Linked DNA regions of Mus musculus: regions 1, 2, 4, 5, 6 and 7 are each linked to region 3. A link is a contact called in public Hi-C, HiChIP or PLAC-seq and promoter capture Hi-C data. All regions are on one chromosome and are shown on one strand. The core of a region is the stretch at or near the end of the contact, and the rest is flanking DNA. Distances in the headings are between cores, read along the strand shown. Region 1 overlaps Pex14 (peroxisomal biogenesis factor 14). Region 2 overlaps Kif1b (kinesin family member 1B). Region 3 holds the start of Ctnnbip1 (catenin beta interacting protein 1). Region 4 has its middle 7.0 kb from the start of Cenps. Region 5 holds the start of Dffa (DNA fragmentation factor, alpha subunit). Region 6 holds the start of Spsb1 (splA/ryanodine receptor domain and SOCS box containing 1). Region 7 holds the start of H6pd (hexose-6-phosphate dehydrogenase (glucose 1-dehydrogenase)).

Region 1 (2,731 bases), core at 133-2,632, 440 kb after region 3:
AGAGACAGCAGAAGCCAGAGTGTCTGTTACGGATGGGCTTGGGAGTTAGGCAGTAGAGTCTTGACATGTGCTTAGAATAGATGGGAGGATTCCAAGACCGCGCTGAGGACTTGTTCTTGTCTTATGAGAACAGTAAGGAGCTATTGATGATGCTTATGGGCGTGGATGAGTAAGTAAGGGAGATGATCGAGTTGCCCTTTACAAATGATTTGGGTTTTGTGTTGTGGAAAGTGAATTGGAAGAGAGCCAGCACGAGACCAGGTAAGCTGATTAGAAAGCATTTGCCGTGGTCCAGGCAAGTGATGCTGGAAGCTTGTACCAAAGTGATGGCAGCAGAGATAAAGAGAGGTGGAGGGTTGACTCCATGGCTACGTAGGAGAGATGATGGGCAGGAGGAGATGAGGGGTACTTTGGGAGTAAGGGAGGGAGCTCTTGAAGACCTTCCAGCAGTTACTGGAGGGCAGGCATCCATGGCAGTCAGGGCAGTCTGTGCTAAGACTTGAAAATCTAAGGGGAGGCAGGAAGGAGGCCTGGAGGGTGGCACAGGGAGAGAAAGGTCACTAGGTATGAGGACTGACCTCCAGTTATAGTTTCAAGCTGCCTGGCCTTCTGCTCTGGGGTGGTGGAGCTCATAGGCTAGAACTCTGGATAAAGTGTGTGGTGGCAGGCAGCTGTGCGGTAAGGCGGTCTTTAGGAACCTTCTCTAGACTCTTTCCTCTCTCAGCTTCTGCCCTCTTCATAGGAGGCTGGCACAGGCCATCTGAACTAGCTGGGAGGCAGAATGGTGGCCGGCTCCTGGGATACACATTAGCTGCCCTTGTCCGGGTGTTGTCTGTAGAAAATTGACTTTAATGTCAGTAACAGTAAAAAACTAACCACAACTCAGGCCGGCCGCTTGTCTCATCCTTCTGGAGATTTGTGTCTTGCTTTAGCACCCTATTCTTGCTCTGAATTTTAGCTAGTTCAGTATAGGGTTGAAGGTATGAGAAAGGCTGTGGCCCAGAAGGAAACAGATGGGAGCCTGGCCGGCAGGTCACAGTGCTATTGCTTGCTCATAGGCTGCTCTGTTTATTTCTCAGCCTGACACCAGATTATTTCTTAACCCAGAGCAGGTTGTTAGTGATGGGCAGTGCTGTAGCCAGTGCCGTAGGCTGGGGGCAGTAGTGGTGGGGTGCATTTCTTTGATCCCAGCGCTGGGGAAGCTGAGACAAGAGGACCAGGGCTTTAAGGTTACACTTAGTGATACGGTGAGTTGGAGGCCAGCTTGGGCTACATGGAGACACTGTCACAGAAGCGAAACAATCCAAAGAAAGTGGCACTTGGCTGCAATGAGAGAAAACCCCTTAGTGTGGGTTGCCGATGCCCCCCTGTGGCTGCCTTTTGTTCTACACTTTTGCTCTCTCTGTAGTTCAGTCTATCTGTGACAGTGGTAGAAAAGCATGTAGACCATTCTTAGGCCTTTTTCTGGCCTTTTTTGTCATGGTCCACATCCTTCCTGATTGCATCTGATCCTTGGTCCTCCTGAGAAAAAACCAGCCCTGTTCATGAGGGGCTATGGCTGTGAACCCAGAAACAGTCTGCAGACTGAGACTCGCAGCTCCTGCTGCAGGAGCCCGTGGAGAACAGAACCGACCTGGGTGCACTGCCTGTTTTTCTGATGTCCATGAGGTGGCACTGTGATCTTACTTTTGTTTCTGTTTTTCTTTGCAGCCAAGCTCTCCTCCAGGAAGTGAAAATGTGGTGCCCCGAGAGCCACTGGTAAGTATGAAAGACCTGGAGGAGCCTATGGCTGCGCCTCGAATCAGCGGCCTGCATGCTTGGAGGCAGGACCTGGTGACCCTTGCCCCTGACCTCTGGCTTGTGACTTCTGCTTATCAGGAGGGAGTGACAAGACCTCTTGGAGCACCCATCTCTACAGTCACATGGCACTTTGTTTGCTGCTGCTAGTAGGACTAGGTGACAGCAAGGTTGCTGCTTGTCAGCTTCACACTGTCAGAAACCTGAAGTAGCTAGTCTTTGCTTCTCAGTGAAGCACCCGGGGTGGGGTGGGGTGAGGTGCCCTTTAAGGACCAGGTAAGAGGAAGGGTTCTGGGGTTGCTTGGTCTGTGGTTCTGTCTGTGATGGGTGGCACCCATGGTATTGTAGATTCTTGATAGGAAAGAAACCTACTGAGGGTTGAAGGACCTTTTCTCTTTCTAAACAAGGAGGGCCACCCTCTGGAGCTCAGTTTGTCCTTGCACTCACTATGTGGCCTAGGCTGGCTTCCTGCTCACAACAGTTCTCCGGGCACAGCTTCACAAGCGCAGCAGGTAGAGGACAAACACCACTGCTCTCAGCTAAGGAACTCTGTTTGCAGAGTGGTCTGAACCAGAGTCCCTGCCTGCCTGCCTGCCTGCCCTGTTTTCACTGTTTGGCATTTCAGGACTTGATGTCAGTCCTGTGGGCTGGGTAGTAAGACCGGTTCTGTGCAAACCAGCTCAGTTTTAGGGGCGCGCCAGCATTGGGTTTAACGTTGCCAAGACTTTCCTGACTTGGAGTGGTGGTAGCGGTGAGCGTGGGGCGATCTGCCCAGGCTTTGTTTCCGTAGCCCGGGCAGTCTCCTGCTTTCTTCACTCTTCCCCGGCCGAGCTGGAGAGGGTGGCGTGAAGCCCTTGGCTGCGGTGAACAGGGCCAGGTTCTAGCAGGTTCTAAGGCTTTCTAGGCAGAGGGCGAGATAGATCTGGCTGCAGAT
Region 2 (2,707 bases), core at 124-2,623, 300 kb after region 3:
GAGGCAGGGGAGTGCCCTCTGTGTGTGTTGACTTTGGAAGTGAAATCAGCCATTTGGTTCCATATGCCTAATTCTTAGTTTTTTAAACTCAGTCACAGTAGTGGTGTTTGACCCTGCTTGTAATCCTCTCTAGATTACATGTTCATGCATAAGTTTCTGTTGAACCGAAGTTTAACCCTCTGTGTTACCATTCCCTCCCTTGCTTTGGAGCAGACTGAAAGGGAATTGCACACCATGATACTATTTCCTGTTCATTTGCAGCTATTTTTGTTCGCTTATCATTCATACTTCATTTGTGTTCCTAAATGTTATTACTGTGATGCGTTTTACCCATTTTGTAATTGCTTTTGTTGTTTTGAGTTGAAATCCCAGGCTTTTACTCCTTCATTCTTCTCTCCTTGTAACATAAATACATGTTAGGACAGGAATGCAGCAAACAGCTGTGTGTCTGGGTTAGATATGTTAAATTTCCTGGTGTGGTATTTTCTCTTTGTCTTTTTTTTTTTTTAATGTACAAAAATCAGCATATACCAAGTGAGAAACCAGGGGAACAGTAGGAATTAAATTCCACTTTTCTACCATTGAAACAAGAGCACTTAAGATCTGTGACTACTTAGTTCTAACTGCTTTAAAACACATGAATAAGGCAGATGAGAGAGCTCAGTTTTGACGTCATTTCCTACCATGTCAACCACCTGGCTTTGGTGCATGTGACTCACATGGTAGAAAGAAAGTACAGACCTTTCCACGGCTGTTTTCCATCCTCCACGCTCTGTGTGCACATTATCCCCTCACCTGCAAAACACACGCGCGTGCATATGCGCGGGCACACACACACACACACACACACAGAAGCAGACACATGCACGCACACATGTATATACAGTTGAGTAAGAGCATATTAAATTAAAAAAAAAAGAATTTCTACAAATTAATGAACCTTTTAAAAGCACAAACATGGTAGGACTTGTCTAGTTTGTTAGAAATATATCAAGTGTCAGCCAGGTCTGGTATCTCAGGCCTGTAATCTCAGTTAGTAGGAAAGCTAAGACAGAAGGATTGAGAATTTAAAGCTTGCCTAAGCCACGGAGTGAACTCAAAGCCAGCCTGAGTAATTTAGTGAGACCCTGTCTCATTAGAAGGGCTGGGTTTGTAGCTGAGTGTTGAGGACTTATATAGCTAAGTGTGAGACTCCAAGTCTCTCCCCCTAGGGCCCCAGAGAAGGAAATAAAAGGAGGCAGGAGAGACCTGTCAATTCCCTTTTGTTTATGATTTTGGTTTGAGGATCAAAGGCCAACTCTACAGGGCCAGCTGAGTCATCTTAGGATTTATCTTAATTCCCGTTCAGTCTCCAGCAAACTCACTTCACAGACACATCTGGCCACACAGGCTTTCTGCCTTCGTGGCTGGTTCTCACCTTTAATAGTCCTTTAAGTCAAACAAGACTCATAGTGCTGGGATGTAAAGTCCATTTTAGTGCTAGTAACCACTTCACTCACACTTCCCTGCCCTCACCTCCTGGTTTCTGTTGTGTGTGCGCCAGATCTCTTGGCGCATCTTCACTTCTGAAGAGTAAGCTCTTCAGTGGGCTCCCCTGTCCTGGGCGGTGCCCACAGCACGCGAGCCTTCACTTTACTCGTCACTCTTCTTCCAGTGGGGCAGCTTTTTGTAGAGTGATTTGGTCTTTGTCAGCTGCTCTGCCATGCTTTTTGCACTAGCTTTTGTATTGATTATGTATTGAAAACACACCTGGAAGCAATTCAAGAGATCAGAATTCAGAGGTGACCTTAAAAGGCCCAGAAGCCAGTTGAGTTTGGGGAGGCAGAAAGCCCTCCGCCTCCTCCTCAGATTTGCTGATGCTTGTCTCTGGGTTCTGTCTACAGGGCATTTGTGTACTTGAGCAACCTGCTGTATCCGGTGCCCCTGATTCACAGGGTGGCCATTGTCAGTGAGAAGGGGGAAGTCCGGGGATTTCTTCGTGTGGCTGTGCAGGCCATTGCAGGTGAGTTAGAAAAAGATGATCAAAGCCGGGCATGGTAGTGCACGCCTTTAATCCCAGCACTCGGGAGGCAGAGGCAGGTGGATTTCTGAGTTCCAGGCCAGCCTGGTCTACAGAGTGAGTTCCAGGACAGCCAGGGCTACACAGAGAAACCCTGTCTCAAACAAAACAAAACAAACAAAAAAAAAAAGAAAGAAAAGAAAAAGCAGGCTAAGGGTTGGAGTGATGACTCAGCAGTTAAGAGTACTGGCTGCTCTTACAGAAGACTCAGGTTCAATTCCCAGCATCCACATGGCAGCTCACAACTGTGTAACTCCAATTCCAGGAGATCTGACTCCCTCACACAGACACATATGCAGGCAAAACACCAATGCACATTTAAAAAAAAAAAAAACAAAAGAAAGAAAAAGAAAAAAGGCAAGCTAGCTTCTTGATGCAGGTGACACTTCAGTCGCATATGTAGGTGGGGGTATGCTTGTTCAGCTTGGGGAGGCTGCCATTAGCTTCCTTTCTGTTAGCTTTACCCCCCTCCCCAGCACTCAAGTGTCACTTCAGTGGGGGATATTGCTGTATCGGGGAAACTGGTGGGTAACATAAATAACTCTTGGATTGACTTGGTAGAAGCGACGAGCAGTTTAGACAGGCGTAGCGGATTGTGTTGTTTGACGCCAAGCTGAGCGCCAGAGTAAGCCCCTCCCCCCACGCGTA
Region 3 (2,700 bases), core at 105-2,604:
TCCATCTCACAGAGGTAACTTCTGTCTGTCCTCATGGACCACACTGGCTCTACCAGGAAGCCATGAGTGACACACTGGCACTGAACAGTTGGCACCTTTATTTGTGATTCAAAGTCCTGCTTTGAATCCAAGGAAGTGCTGGCGTCTCCAGACACCTTCATGGCAGCAGAGATCAGTTATCACAGGGTTTCCAGCCAGGAACAAGAGCCTGGTGGTGGTAGGAGCGAGCCAGAAGCCAAGAAGCCAGAAGCCACTTGAGAACTAAATCTCAAGACAAACTGACTTGCCTCCAGATCCCACAGCAACATACTCTGTGCCTCAGTTTACCCAGCAGTTATCTAGGCACACTTCCTTTGGATCTGTAAGTGACAGGAGACAGAATAATTAACAGCTAGAGCATAGTTAGATCCTCAGATAGAAAGTGCTGCAAGCCGCACGTCTCATTATTCATAAAACTCTTGATCCCCTTGGGCCTTCCCATGAGCTAACCGGCAGAGTTACTCCTAAGTCAAGTTCCATACACAGAAGCATGCAAAGGCTGCAGGGCCTCTGCAGGTAAAGTGTCCAGAGCTCCAGGCTCACGGAAAAGGGAAGTGCAACCTTGATAGGGGTGGCAAAAAGGAGGGGATACATGCAATTTGGAGGTCCGAGTGGTTAATCTGCAGGCTCACGTTCCCAAGTGCCCTGCGAAGGTGAGACATGTGTCTCTCACATGTACCTTCCAAAAACACCAAGGAGAGGTGGAATCAGGGGAGCGGACGGTGCATTTAAACTAGAAAGGGAGGAAGGGCAGCTGGGCGGACAGACAGACCTTGGCAGCATCTAGGAAGGGAAACATGGAGAGTCAGGATGCTGGGAAAGAGGTGCGGTAAGGTGAGGAAGAGACAGGGCAATGGGACCAGGAGGGTGGACAGACGATGACAAGCACGCGGGCCCAGAGGGGTGAGCAACTGGGACACCTGTGGAGGAGACCCCCAAGAGAAAGGGAGGAAGGCAGCAGGGTGGTCTGCGGCGGGAGGTAGCAGCGCCGGGTGTGGTGGGGACGACGGGTCCAGGCCCAGGGCGCCGCGCCAGCGGAGCCGGCCCGGTGGGTCTCTGCGGGGTCGAAGGTGCCTTCCGCGGCCCCTCCCCGGGAGACAAAGGGCCGGCGGCTCCCCCGCGTCCCGGCGCAGCGCCGGCCCCCATGCTGCGGTCGCGGCCCGGCCTCGCGCTTACCTGGGCCGCCCGAACGCGCGGCGCCGGGGGCTGCGGGTCCGGAGCGCGGCGGCCTGTTCCGGGGCGCGCTCAGCCGGAGAAGCAGCCGCGGCGGCGGCAGCAGCACCAGGAGCGGCCGCCTCAGCCTCCGCCTCTCCGTGAGTCACCGCGGCCGGGAGGGAGGGAGGCGCCAGGCTGCCGGAGGAGGGACCGGCGGAGGGGGGCGGCATCAGGCTCCGCGCGCGCGGCGGAGGCGCGGCGCCGACCACGCCCCAGAGGGAGGTACCCTGAGGGGCGGGGCCTGAAGGGGTGGAGCCCCTAGAGCGGGAAAGGAACAGGCATTGGTTAACACACCTTTGGGGCGGGCTGCTTGCTGGAGGGCGGAACCCTGAGCCTCAACACGAGAAGGACAACTCATTGGTCATCTCTGGTTGAGGGCGGGACCAGAGGCTCGTGGGCGGGGTCTCGCGGTGGGTGGGTAGGGGCTCTGTCTGTACTGAGAACCCAGGGGAGGAGCAGGCGAGGCTAGAGTGAGGGGTCATATAGGGTAGAATTTTCACTGAGGCCACTTGACCCAGAACCCCAGAAAGAATGAAATGGAAGAGGTTGCAGACTATTTAGTGGCGTGGGCGTGGTATCTTGGAACAGTTAGGTCTGCTCTTGAATTTGGGGCCTAGCCTGGGGTCTGTGAAATCCAGAGTGCCCAGGGCCTCTGTGATTAAAATCTTTCTACCGGCAGTCTTGCTGTATCTGGAGAGGTTGAAAGGGGAAAATTGTTCATTTTCGGCAAATTGCTTTTAGTTTAAAGGCACATGAATGCTTAAGAGTGGTATCATTTCCAATTTATTTTTGAAAAATTTATGTGTGTGCCTCCATGTTTGTATGTGTGCCACATGTATGTCTAATGCCTTGGCATGGATTCCCTGAAACGAATTACAGACAGTTGCGAGCAACCATGTGGGGCTGGGAACTGAACTCTGGTCCTCTACAGAAGCAGCAAGAGCTCTTAGCTGAGTATACTCTCTGCTAGTGTCCATGGGCACCTACCCATGGTATACATACAACAGGCATCCACACATAAAAATCAATTGAATAAATAAATTTAAAAACTAAAAATGGTACTCATTCCGGTAGCATACATACTAAAATTGAAACAATACAGAGATCAGCATGGGCCTGGCACAAGGATGACACACAGATCTGTGAAGCATTCCATAGTAAAAATAGAATTTTAAATGACAAAAACTAAAACCTTAAAAATACAGTAAACTGTGTTTGTTTTTTTTTTTGTTTGTTTTTGTTTTTTTGTTTGTTTGTTTGTTTTTTTCAAGACAGGGTTTCTCTGTGTAGCTCTGGCTGTCCTGGAACTCACTCTGTAGACCAGGCTGGCCTCGAACTCAGAAATCTGCCTGGCTCTGCCTCCCAAGTGCTGGGATTAAAGGCGTGCGCCATCATACCCAGCTTGTAAACTCTTGTGTGTTGTTGTTATATGACTATGCCTGGGGA
Region 4 (2,742 bases), core at 61-2,560, 370 kb after region 3:
CAGGACAGCCAGGGCTACACAGAGAAACCCTGTCTCAAAAACACCCAAAAAAAAAAAAAAAAAAAAAAACCCAAAGTTTAAGATCACCCTGAGCTATATAGCCAGTTTGAGGTGCAGGAGACAACATTGTCTCAAAAAACCAACCAAGCCAAATAAAAACAAAAACAAAAACAGAGAGGGGGGAGGAGAGGGAGGAGAGGGAGAGAGAGAGAGAGAGAGAGAGAGAGAGAGAGAGAGAGAGAGAGAGAGGTGATAACTGGACAATCTCAGACCAGAAGTGCCTGTCAATAGCACACATTCTGCAATCTTCAGAAAATCCCACCGGCCAGCAAGGTAGCAGTGGTAAACCCTTTAATCCCAGCCCTGGGGAAGCAGAGGCAGGTGGATCCCCCAGTTTGGGTCTATCCTGGACCACAGAGTAACCCTGTTTCAGAAAAAGAAGGGAAGAAAGGAAAGAGAAAGAAAATACCACTTGCCAAACACACCTCTCCCAGAGAGGAAACTTGGATATGTGGCTGAGATGGGGAATGTGTGCCTCATCTGGGATTTCCTGAGGTCACATATGTAAGACAGTGTGTGTCAGGCCTAAGTGCTCCACATGTTGAGTGACTGGTTAGTCCTCTTGCTCTCTCTGAACTCAGCGGTCTCATCATCTCAGACTGTCAGATGGGTCAGAAGAGGTTAAGCTGTCCAACCAACATAGCAGGAGCCTGAATCCCGGCAATCTGATGCCAGGGGCCGGACAATGAGACGGCCCTCTCCTTATGTACAAACCAGATATTTGTACATAAATGCCTCTCAGTCGTTTGTCACAAGAAGTGTACACCTACTATGTGCTAGGTGCCATTTCCCCAGTGGTGAGAGAGACAAGCAGGAAATCCTGACTTGCTATTTGTTAATGGAGACTGCTTTTCAAATCCGTACTTTCCAGTTCAGTGTACGGGAAAACCAATTAAAAAAAAAAAAAGAGGTTTAATTGAGCTGATATTTGCGGTTTCCTGTTAATGCAGCTAAAAGGGGCTCAGGAAGTCTTTAGTGTCTTACGTGTGCTAAGGATGCTGGGAAGTGAGCAGAGGTTATGAAGGTGGACATAAGAGCTTGGCTCTTCAGGAGCAAATCTGGCCTCTACCCACTTGCAAGCAGTTTAATCCTGTGAAGAACTCTTTTGTCCCTGTAGCTATTTCTCCTTGTGAAGTGGGCCTCACATAGGCAGATGAGACAGAAAGCCAGCGCCTAGGATCATGAGGGAACAAAGCCAGCACTCTCTGCTAACTACAAATACCGGGCAGCCCCAACTTTGATCACAGTGGAACAATGGTGACACCTAGTGGCCATTCTGGGATCCTGGGCCATCAGTTGGAAAGTGGGCCAGCATCCTGCAATAAGCTGCTTCAGAGTTTTATACTCTCAATTTCCACAGGTCATCACAGTAATGTTCACTAGCCCTGGGAATTGACCGCTTCAACACGAGATAGCATGTAGGGGACACAGAGTGGGACTGGCTGAGAGGTGATAGTCACTGATTTTGTCTTTCTGAGACCATTTTGCTCAGGTAGCCAGAGCTGGCTTTGAGCTCACTATCTCCCTGCCTCAGCCTAAGGTGTTCACCACCATCCTGGCAATGTAGATGATTTTCATAGGGAGACGCTGCTGAGGTAATGGGGAGACTGGAGTGATTAAGCCCTCCGGAGGTGCCGGGTGGTGGTGGTGCACGCCTTTAATCCCAGCACTCGGGAGGCAGAGGCAGGCGAATTTCTGAGTTCGAGGCCAGCCTGGTCTACAGAGTGAGTTCCAGGACAGCCAGAGCTATACAGAGAAACCCTGTCTCGAAAAAACAAAACAAAACAAAACAAAACAAAACAAAAAAACAAAAAAAGAGAAGACCTCCAGAGGCTTAAAACATGGATGATCAAACTTAATGATCTGGGGTCCTGCTGCTGTGGAGAATGGAGTCTAGCTCTAGGTGGAGACAGACCCTTGTCTCCTCTCTTAGGGCTGACACAGTGGGACAGCTCAGGGACCTGCCAGGGGACACTCCTATGGAGGCAAGTTCACCTTAAGGCTTTTCCTGGCCGGGATTCCTGCTCCCTAGCGCCACTCTTACTGCTGCCAGGGTGTCCTGCCCTCTGTCCCCTTCTTGACTCCTCCCTCAGAATTGTTCTCTTCTCTTCTGTCTTCCTCTTTCTGGCGCTGGCAGAGCCTAACTCGGGTGTTTCAGGCTTCCCTGTTCTTTTAGAAAAGCTCTGTCTTTGTAGATGATAAACCAGCCTGCCTCCATCTTGGGCTTAAAAGACATTTTATAGTAAAGGCAACTGAGGTTCATTCCTGTTTACCATTTAATCTGTTTCTCAAGGAGTGCTCTATGCCCCACCTGAAACCTTAACTACAAATGGTTACTGTACTGTACTGCCTGTACCAAGAAATGGCAACCATAGCTTTGCTTTTAAAAGTTATTATAGGCTTTCTGCGCTACCCGGGGACGGGTCTATACGGCGTTGTTCTTGATTCCCATCGTAACTTAAAGGGAAACTTACACAATGTCCGGAGCCCTTGACGTCCTGCAGATGAAGGAGGAGGATGTCCTCAAATTCCTTGCTGCGGGAACCCACTTAGGTGGCACCAACCTTGACTTTCAGATGGAGCAGTACATCTACCAAAGGAAAAGTGACAATATCTACATCATAAACCTGAAGAGGACCTGGGAGAAGCTGTTGCTCGCAGCTCGAGCTAGCTATTGTTGCC
Region 5 (2,700 bases), core at 103-2,602, 410 kb after region 3:
CTCAGCAGCTGAGCCATCTTTCCAGCATCCTCACATAGGAGGCATTTGAGTCTACATAAATAAGCATCCAACCAGAGGCTGGTCTGATTACAGTGGACGCGTAATGCTGTCCCTTGCTCATTTATTCGGTGGTAATCTTGAATTCTACACATCAAATGTCAGAAAACAAAAAGTAGGTGGTTTATTCTCTCTGTGGCTATCTTCTTTTGCAGTTCTTCTAGACTGAAGGAAACTACAGTATTGGCAGAAGCTTTACTCAGTGTCATTTCATTTATATTATTGCCAGGCAAGAGGCTTTCCATAAGGCTGTCATCACCCAAAATAGAACTGCCAGTCAGTCTGCTATAGGCTCTGCTGCAGAGAACAGAAGTCTCTGGGGCCAAGGACACCCAGCCAATGCAACTGAAGTGGCACTAAGCTGAACTAACCTTGTGCTGGGGTGAAATGCAAGCCTTGGTGTGACAGAACCCCTGTCACCAGATCAAACCCTGCTCCTGGGTCTCAGTAGCTAGCTCTCCGGAAGCGATGCACACCCTGGCACAGGTGAATCCGTGCCCGGAGCTAGCTGACATGAAAGACCTGCAGAACTTCTTTGAGTATCTCATTTGTTGCTACGGGCTAATAACGCTTGTAAGTAACCATTGAACAGACCATCTCACTTGAGAGTCCCAAGAATCCTTTGAAGCAAAGTTGAAAATACACCCACTACACGGCTGAGGAAACTAAGGGTCCAGAGATGGTTAAATGCAAAGTATAGTCAGGATCAGAACATGGCTCACGTTCCTTACTTGGACTCTAAGGGCAGGCACTGACAGCTCCCTTTTAATGGAATAGGTACTGAGTGCGGACTCCCATTCCCATCCCGTCGGGGAGCCCCAGTACCGCCTCTGTGAGCCAGAGTGGACAGAATACGCTGGACTCGGTTTGGTCCAAAATCAGGTCAATGAACCTGGACCTGCACAGTTTCCCGTCCCCTTCACGGCTCCTCTCAGTGTAGGTAAGTAAAAACGCCAGGAATCTGTCAATCACTGGACCCACGTGGGTCCCTGCAGTCCCTAGGCTCTGGGGTCACCTTCCCGACCCCGCCCGGTCCCCTCAGCAGCCAACCTTTGCTCCTCAGCTCCTCGAGACTGGAGGCTGCCACGCCGTGCTGATCGCGGCTGTGGTTGCGGCGTAGCAGACACGGTTTGAGAGGCCGGACATCGTCCGGGTCTGGGGCGCTGGCTCCCCGCGACAGCTCCATCCTCAAAGTGGGGACCTGGCGACTCTGGGAAATCCCAGGTAGCCCAGAGCCCCTTCCCTAAGCTTTGACAACCTTCCTCCCGCTGCCTGACGGGAGATGTAGTTCTCTCAGCAAGTTACGCGAGACCAAGGCACGCCGGGAGATGTAGTTCTAGTGGCGGCTAATCACGGGCGTTCCAGGGCACGACGGGAATTGTAGTTTCTGGGTTCAAAGCCAGGGGCGGGGGGGATTCAGTTTAGGGAAGTGGTCCAGATTGGAGATTTCTTTTTTTTCTGTTGTTTTCTTTCCCCTACCCTGTTACCTTCCCCTCCTTTTCTTCTCTAAAAGACTGTATGATGGAAAACCCGGGGTCTCATGTATGGTAAGCATAGTTCTACACTACATTGCCAGCCATATATTCATGTTTTTTTTTTTTCCTTTTTAAAGATTTATTTATACATAAGTACACTGTAGCTGTCCTCAGACACACCAGAAGAAGGCATCAGATCTCATTACGGATGGTTGTGAGCCATCATGTGATTGCTGGGATTTGAACTCAGGACCTTTGGAAGAGCAGTCAGTGCTCTTAACTGCTGGGCCATCTCTCCAGATGCATATTCATGTTTTAAGAGTTGCCATTGAACTGGGTGTTGTGGCTCAGGCCTTTAATCCTCAGGAGGCAGAAGGATCTTTATGAGTTCCAGGGCAGCCTGGTCTACATAGTGAGTTTCTACACAGCCAGAGCTACATAAAAGAGAAAATTGTGTGTGTGTGTGTTTGTGTGTTTTTCAGGACTGGTTTTGTGACTTTTGAAGTTTAAAGGATATGATTTACAAGCAAGTTGAAATATTAAGTAAACATTTTACATTAAGTTAAATAGCTGACAAGATAGCTTAGTGGGTAAAGGTGCTTGCTGCCAGTCCTTACACCCTGAGTTTGATCCCAGAGCCCAGCATGGTAGGAAAACAGATTTCCAAAAGTTGTTCTCTGATCACACAACCTGACATTTGTATGCATGCATGTATGCTCATGTGAACACATACCCCCCCCACACACACAAATGGTTGCTATGAAATTATTATTAAGTTTTTAAAAGGAGCTGGTTTACTTATGTTTCTTAAAATTTTATTTTTGTAACCCAGCATGCTGGTGAATACCTTTAATCCTAGCTCTTGGGAGGCAGAGGCAGTTGTATCTCATTGAGTTCAAGGCCAAGGAGAACAAGCCAAAGTTACACAAAGAAATTCCGTCTCTGGCTGGTGAGATGGCTCAGTGGGTAAGAGCACCAGACTGTTCTTCCGAAGGTCCAGAGTTCAAATCCCAGCAACCACATGGTGGCTCACAACCATCCGTAGCGAGATCTGACTCCCTCTTCTGGAGTGTCTGAAGACAGCTACAGTGTACTTACATATAATAATAAATAAATAAATCTTAAAAAAAAAAGAAATTCTGTCTCAAAAACCAAAATTAATTAATTT
Region 6 (2,700 bases), core at 26-2,525, 440 kb before region 3:
GGAGGGAGTCACCCCCCTGAGTCACCGGCAAGGCTGCCTGCTCGAAGAGCCAATAGCGCCCCGGAGAGGCCGCTTTCCCCACGCAGACCCACCTTGTCCATAGCAGTCTGGAAGCTTCTGTGTTTTCAAACAAAATTGGCAACAGTGAGGTGGTTGGAATCTACACAGTAGCCTCCGGCCCTTCGGGTCTTTACAGTGAGTGATTAAATAACTTCAGCGGCCACAGTATTTATAGCAACTTCTCTAGCATCCCTCCCCACGTATGGGTGAGGAGTGGGAAGATCTTAAGGGGATATCGCGAAGATGGGAGTGAAAATTCCCTCAGTCACCTGTGACTACTCTCTTCTGTAATGACGGGAAAGGAAAATCCCTTTCAGACTAGAGCTTCTAACGGTGTACTTTTAATGTGAAGTCCCTGTCGCTTGTGCCATCCTAAACTCATTGTCTAGGTACTGTGGACGCCTATGCGACCAGGACCTCGGGGTCTTGAAGTTCTGAGTTGCCTGTCTGTCTCCATGAGCGCGGAAACAGTAAGTATAGAGCAGCCGGATTACACATGGACTCATAGACAGTTCCTTTGCACGACAGCATTACAGAACCTTAACCCGGAGTTTCAAACGAGTTAAGCAAGATCTTGCTCCTGTGATTACTGCTATAACCTCACCCTGCCAAACATTTTTTCCCTAAAGAATGAACCTCAGCTCCTCAATACAGTGCTGGACACCACCGCAGCCCCCGCGCAGGTTTTCTGTTATTATGATCCTGGCCTTAGGTCCAGCCTTTCCTAAAAACTTCTCCAGAGGAATCAAAGCTCTTGCTGCAGAGGCCAAGGCAGAGCGATGTATGTCTGAGCCTACAGCCCTTCTGCAAGAAGGTGGTATCGGGGGCTACAGAGTTCGCAAAGCCCCAAGCCTGCCCTGCCTCAGAGCCCTGCGCGCTCCGGGCTCTCGGGCGACCAGCGCCGCTCAACGCTAGGAAACCCAGCGCTGGGTCGGAAAGTAGAGGGGCGTGGCAGGAGAAGGGGCGTGGTGTAGGGCGGGGCTAAGCGGGAAAGTGCGGAGGGGAGGGCTGTGAGGAGCGCCAGGCAGAAGGGAGGGTTGCGATAAAAAGGGCGTGACCTGAGGCGGGGCGTGGTGAAGGAGCGTGACATGGGGCGTGGCAGGGCAAATGGAGGCGGGGTGGAGCGTACAAGCCCCGCCCACGGCGCGTCCTTCTTTTTTCTCCGCCCTCCCACCTTAGAGCTGTCGGTGGCTTTTTCTTCTCAGCGCAGGAGTCGCGCTCGAGCGGCCCGCGCGCTTGCTGCAGGAACCAGCTCCAGGCGCTGGCGCCGGGGCCACGGGGAGGAAGCGACTTCGCTCTCTGCAGCGGGCGCGGCCCTGGGCACCGCGAGCCTCCGGAGCTCCAAGAGCTGCGGCCTCTCTGTGCGCGGTAGGCGGCATGGGACACCGAAGACCGGTTGGGTGGGCGCGCGTTCGGGCTCTGGGATCCGGGGATGGGGGAGACACGGGGACCACCACGCTGAGAGAACTGAGAGGGTGGGCGCGGGGCAGAGCGTGGGCATAGGGTGGGCACCCGGCGTGGAGCCATGATCGATCTTGGGTCCCCGGAGAGGGGCCGGGCGCCGCCCAGTGCGCTGCCGCTTCTGCTGCGGAGGCTCTGGGGTCCCACCTGCGGGGGCGGCATTGGGTGGGGACCTCAGTGGAGCGGGGACAGTCGCTCCCTAAGATGAGCCTAGGCTGCAAACCGAGAAAGAGGCCTGGGGCTCTCCTTAGTCCCAGGGCGCCTTAGGGTTCTGATTGTTGAGGGGGACTCCCATCGCCAAAGTCGAGGGGACCCCTTCTGCCCCATGCATCGCGACCCTGCTGAGTTAAGTTAGTTTCGCTTTTCCCGCCAGTCCGGGCTCTGATTTGTAGCGGCCCTAGTCCCCCTTCCCGATCCGGCCCCCGTAGCGCCTCTCTCTGGGAGACTGCCTGGTGACACTGCGCGCGGCGCCAGCCACCCCGGAGCCGCCGATGCTTCTCCGGGCAACCGAGGTTATGTCAGGAAATCGATGGAAACAGAGAAACAAGAGCAGCCTGAATCGGATGGTAGAGCAGAGGATGAGTTGTCCCGCGCCTGACGAGTGTGCGAGGACTTGCTAATCTCCAAGTTTAAGGATGTGCCATGGCAAAGACTGAATGTTCACAAATGGTGCCTGTGAAGATGTTTGCCAGCCAGGAAGTTGTGTGTGCTTTTGCGAATGAGAGTGTGACCTTGTGAGTTTCTGTTCGTGTCTGTTGTTGTGTATCGTTGTGAATATGTGTGTTTCCTAAATGTTCTTGCCTGTCTGTGAACAGTAGTGGGGCTGGCCATTGGCTCTGGAAGGTTGTGGAGTATAACTCCCCTTGCTTGGTTGGTTTTGGTAAGTGGGGTATTGCTGGAGTGCTGGCTGGCACCTTTCCAGGGAAGCTCCTGCCAGCTGAGCGGGGCTCAGGCTCCTCTCTCTTTTTCTCTGAACTCAAGCTGTACAGTGTGGTGGTGAGCTGGCAGAAGCTGCTTCCTGAGTGAGTAATAGTTAATTAAACACTTTAGTTAGTAACATCAGAAACTGCTCATGAGCTGAGTTTTAACAGGTGTTTATGGTAAGAGCGCCAGCCCCCATGATGAAGGCTTGGTGTCCTTGAAGGTTTAGGATCGCCGACGAGTGTGTGTGTGTATGTG
Region 7 (2,700 bases), core at 193-2,692, 480 kb before region 3:
GGAAGGGAGGGAGGGAGGGAGGAAGGAAGGAAGGAAGGAAGGAAGGAAGGAAGGAAGGAAGGAAGGAAGGAAGGAAAGAAAGGACTACTGAGGGAAATAGAATAGGGAGGAGGCATGAGGTGGAAGTGGAAGTTCTAGTATTTTGTGGAGTGGTCTGAGAAAGCCAGACTGAGCAAGCGGTCTTGCTGAAGCTGGTGAGCTAAGGTGCCATGTGAGTACCTGTGGGGGAACGCAGCTCAGAGAGAAGAGCCAGAACAAAGGCCCCGAGGCAGGAGGATGGCCAGAATAGTACAGGAGGTCAAAGAGATGATGGTAAGATGCTAGATTGTGTAGACTCTTTCTTACCAACAGTGAGGGTCACTCTGGCCCCTGTGCTAGGCTCAGCTCTGCAGGGGCCATAGGAAGCTATGGGGGGGGGGGGGCGTTCTGCAGTAATCCAGACAGAGGAGATGGCAGGACAGACAGAGGCAGTGAGAGACACTGTGCTCCAAACCTGTGTGAGCTTTGTTGTGTTTGTGTGCACGTGTGTGTGTGTGTGTGTGTGTGTGTGTGTGTACGTGTGTGTGTGTGTGTGTGTGTGTGTGTGTGTGTGTGCACATGTGGAGCTCAGAGGACAGGCTGTGCAGCTGGATCTCATCTTCTACCCTGCGGTTCCTGTGGCGGGAACTCAGGTCATCAGGATTGGTGGCAGACACCCGAGCTGCCCCCAAATAGGGTTTGAAGGTGGACACCTGTATCTGCCAACAGACCAGACACCGCTAAGGTTTATGATCTGAGTATGTTGTGTTTACTGGGACTGGTGGAGACAGCATTTGAAGCAAGTTGAGAGATGTGGTAGGCCATGCCAGAAATCCCAGTGCCAAGGAGGACAGGGCTGGAGCATACCAGGCCTGAGGCCAGCCTGGGCTACATAGAGATGCCTTGTCTCAAAAACAAAGAACCACAAACCTGAAGGGAAGGGGAGACAGGGAGGGGAGATGTGGGGAGGGCAAGGAGGGAGTAATTTAAATTGTGGTTAATAAACCAGTTGGATTTAGATGTGCCTAAACCCAGTCAGCATTCAACTAATGTGATCAGAGCTCTGATCTGAGTATGAGTTGATTGACCACTCTGGAGTGAGGTGGGAAAGTGCAGCCAGGAAATACCGGTTTGGCCACACGATAGCAACTGGCTGGCCAGTGCTGAGCAGCTGCTATGTGGGAGGTGGGGCCGGGGAACTTGATTTATGATCTTTGCCAATATCTGGGTTATAGATGTCCCCCTAATGAGCCATTATCAAGAGCATACATGACAGCAAAAAGTGATCCCGTGATCAGGAAACATAAGTTTTGAGTGTCTATTGACCTTTGTTCTTAATGGAATTTGGTTGGTTATTCATTTATGTAATTTCACTTTATTAATGGCTGTGTTTAACAACCAGCTGGGAAAAATACCGGAAATTTTGCAATCAAAACATTGCAAAAAGGTTCAAAGGGGCTTTGAGTGCTCCTCCGGGCTCCCAGTTATCTTTAGAGGAGGCCGGAGAAAGGGCTCTTTGGACTTAGAGGAGAGCTTCATCTGGAAGTGCTGGTCCCCAGATTGGCCATGAGGGGACCAAATGCAGACCAGGGTTGACTGACACCAGGTTGTGTTCTTTGCCTGCACTGGTAAGTTTGGCGTCGGAGCCCCGGAACTGGAGGGGACGCTTGGCTGATAAGGATGATTTTCTAAATGTTCTTTCATCTGAATTCTTGTTTCTTTTCCAATCCTTTTAAAATTAGTATTTATTTTTATTTTTTGTGCATTGGTGTTTTGCCTGCATATGTGTCTGTGTGAGGGTGTCCGATCCCCTGGAACTGGAGTTACAGACAGTTGTGAACTGCCGTGTGGATGCTCAGAATTGAACCCCGGGTCCTCTGGAAGAGCAGCCAGTGCTCTTAACCACAGAGCCATCTCTCCAGCCCCCCAATTTCTTTTTAAAAGTCCAGATTCTGGGGCTGTGATTAGAGGCACCCCTCTTCTTGCCCCATCCATGGGAAGCAGCTTTGTCAATGGTATCTGAGGGGGTAGAGTAGGGAAGGGGAGGTAGGTAGTGGCTCCTGATCTCTCTCACTCACCCTCCCACCCATGTCTGTGGGCATAGAGACTGTAACTAGCCCGCACCAGCCCTGCCTCTTGGTGCTGCTGGACTGGGCAGGGACAGCTTTGGGATGGCTGGCCATGTGCCTCTTTCCAGTGAGGGTGACAGGAAGATGGAGCTGGACTCTGCCCCTGTTCACCATGGCTGGCCAGATCAGTCTTTCCCCTTCTGGAATGTTAGCAGGGCCTCTGTCTAAAGGGCGAGTCTCTCCCAGGACGGCCTGTCAGAGTAATGCATTCTTGCCCAGAGCAAGCCCGCGTGCCCTCCTGCTTGCTGACTCCCACCGCCTGTTTTATCTCGTGTGTCCCCATGTCTGTACGCGCACCATGTGTATACTTAGTGTAGGGTCCCCTGGAACTGCCGTTAGGGATGGTTCCGAGCCACCGTGTGGCTGCTGGGACTGGGTCCTCTAAAGTGCCGAGTCATCTCTCCAGCCTCCACCCTACTCCCCACCCCTTCTGCTTTTCTTTCTTTTGACATGGGGTTGCTAAGTAGCCCAGGCTAACCTTGAACTCACAATCCTCCTGACTCCTAAAGACTGAGACTGTGGGCTTGGGTTACCATGTCCTGTTCCAGCTGTT

Evidence for each region. Promoter capture Hi-C pulls out the DNA fragments that hold promoters and counts their contacts. Hi-C and Micro-C count contacts between places; a contact is called where the count stands out from the background. HiChIP or PLAC-seq counts read pairs in DNA pulled down with a chosen protein or histone mark.
Region 1: a Hi-C map of B cells shows a contact between it and region 3, with 2.2 times the contacts expected there. The contact joins the enhancer-like site here to the promoter of Ctnnbip1 in region 3. A contact is called at or near these places in 1 of 39 promoter capture datasets (pre-B cells), 1 of 484 Hi-C or Micro-C datasets (B cells), 1 of 115 datasets of contacts at active chromatin or transcription factors (trophoblast stem cells) and 1 of 9 other capture datasets (embryonic stem cells).
Region 2: a contact with region 3 is called in a promoter capture Hi-C map of pre-B cells, with 2.5 times the contacts expected there. The contact joins the enhancer-like site here to the promoter of Ctnnbip1 in region 3. A contact is called at or near these places in 6 of 39 promoter capture datasets (the C10 cell line, cranial neural crest, embryonic stem cells and 2 more), 2 of 115 datasets of contacts at active chromatin or transcription factors (embryonic basal ganglia and microglia) and 4 of 9 other capture datasets (adipose tissue, embryonic stem cells, liver and 1 more).
Region 4: a contact with region 3 is called in a Hi-C map of bone marrow-derived macrophages, with 17 read pairs. The contact joins the enhancer-like site here to the promoter of Ctnnbip1 in region 3. A contact is called at or near these places in 3 of 39 promoter capture datasets (embryonic stem cells and stem cell-derived epiblast-like cells), 15 of 484 Hi-C or Micro-C datasets (the AML12 cell line, the CH12 cell line, bone marrow and 10 more), 10 of 115 datasets of contacts at active chromatin or transcription factors (the 230-238 cell line, T-cell acute lymphoblastic leukemia, craniofacial prominence and 7 more) and 5 of 9 other capture datasets (adipose tissue, embryonic stem cells, liver and 2 more).
Region 5: a contact with region 3 is called in a promoter capture Hi-C map of pre-B cells, with 4 times the contacts expected there. The contact joins the promoter of Dffa here to the promoter of Ctnnbip1 in region 3. A contact is called at or near these places in 11 of 39 promoter capture datasets (the C10 cell line, the SN4741 cell line, cranial neural crest and 7 more), 1 of 484 Hi-C or Micro-C datasets (muscle stem cells), 3 of 115 datasets of contacts at active chromatin or transcription factors (bone marrow-derived macrophages, extraembryonic endoderm stem cells and trophoblast stem cells) and 4 of 9 other capture datasets (adipose tissue, liver, macrophages and 1 more).
Region 6: a contact with region 3 is called in a promoter capture Hi-C map of pre-B cells, with 2.2 times the contacts expected there. The contact joins the promoter of Spsb1 here to the promoter of Ctnnbip1 in region 3. A contact is called at or near these places in 1 of 39 promoter capture datasets (pre-B cells) and 1 of 115 datasets of contacts at active chromatin or transcription factors (microglia).
Region 7: a contact with region 3 is called in an H3K27ac HiChIP or PLAC-seq map of double positive thymocytes, with 5 times the contacts expected there. The contact joins the promoter of H6pd here to the promoter of Ctnnbip1 in region 3. A contact is called at or near these places in 3 of 115 datasets of contacts at active chromatin or transcription factors (double positive thymocytes, memory CD8 T cells and pancreatic cancer cells) and 1 of 9 other capture datasets (liver).

Annotation. Positions count from the first base shown.
Region 1 is chr4:149,075,047-149,077,777 of GRCm38.p6, reverse strand. Pex14 (peroxisomal biogenesis factor 14) reads left to right here. Exons shown (of 9, transcript NM_019781.3): 2 at 1,711-1,758. Among named protein-coding and RNA genes, the nearest start is that of Gm46722, 22 kb to the left of the region's middle. Within about 2 kb of position 1,382, at least 72 of the 459 cell types and tissues checked have an H3K27ac peak or open chromatin away from gene starts, as enhancers often do. A contact at or near this core is called in B cells, where this site is marked.
Region 2 is chr4:149,214,202-149,216,908 of GRCm38.p6, reverse strand. Kif1b (kinesin family member 1B) reads left to right here. Exons shown (of 49, transcript NM_001290995.1): 28 at 1,884-2,002. Among named protein-coding and RNA genes, the nearest start is that of Pgd, 49 kb to the right of the region's middle. Within about 2 kb of position 1,373, at least 35 of the 459 cell types and tissues checked have an H3K27ac peak or open chromatin away from gene starts, as enhancers often do.
Region 3 is chr4:149,516,895-149,519,594 of GRCm38.p6, reverse strand. Ctnnbip1 (catenin beta interacting protein 1) reads right to left here and starts at 1,354. Exons shown (of 5, transcript NM_023465.4): 1 at 1,216-1,354. It overlaps Gm24381 (a small nuclear RNA gene), which reads left to right and starts at 2,313; the gene lies at 2,313-2,416.
Region 4 is chr4:149,143,184-149,145,925 of GRCm38.p6, reverse strand. It overlaps the pseudogene Rpsa-ps12. Among named protein-coding and RNA genes, the nearest start is that of Cenps, 7.0 kb to the right of the region's middle. Within about 2 kb of position 1,310, at least 21 of the 459 cell types and tissues checked have an H3K27ac peak or open chromatin away from gene starts, as enhancers often do. A contact at or near this core is called in the CH12 cell line and bone marrow-derived macrophages, where this site is marked.
Region 5 is chr4:149,102,794-149,105,493 of GRCm38.p6, reverse strand. Dffa (DNA fragmentation factor, alpha subunit) reads right to left here and starts at 1,352. Exons shown (of 6, transcript NM_001025296.2): 1 at 1,108-1,352. The coding sequence starts at 1,243.
Region 6 is chr4:149,953,581-149,956,280 of GRCm38.p6, reverse strand. It overlaps Spsb1 (splA/ryanodine receptor domain and SOCS box containing 1), which reads left to right and starts at 1,275. Exons shown (of 3, transcript NM_029035.2): 1 at 1,275-1,428.
Region 7 is chr4:150,001,978-150,004,677 of GRCm38.p6, reverse strand. H6pd (hexose-6-phosphate dehydrogenase (glucose 1-dehydrogenase)) reads left to right here and starts at 1,442. Exons shown (of 5, transcript NM_001291004.1): 1 at 1,442-1,646.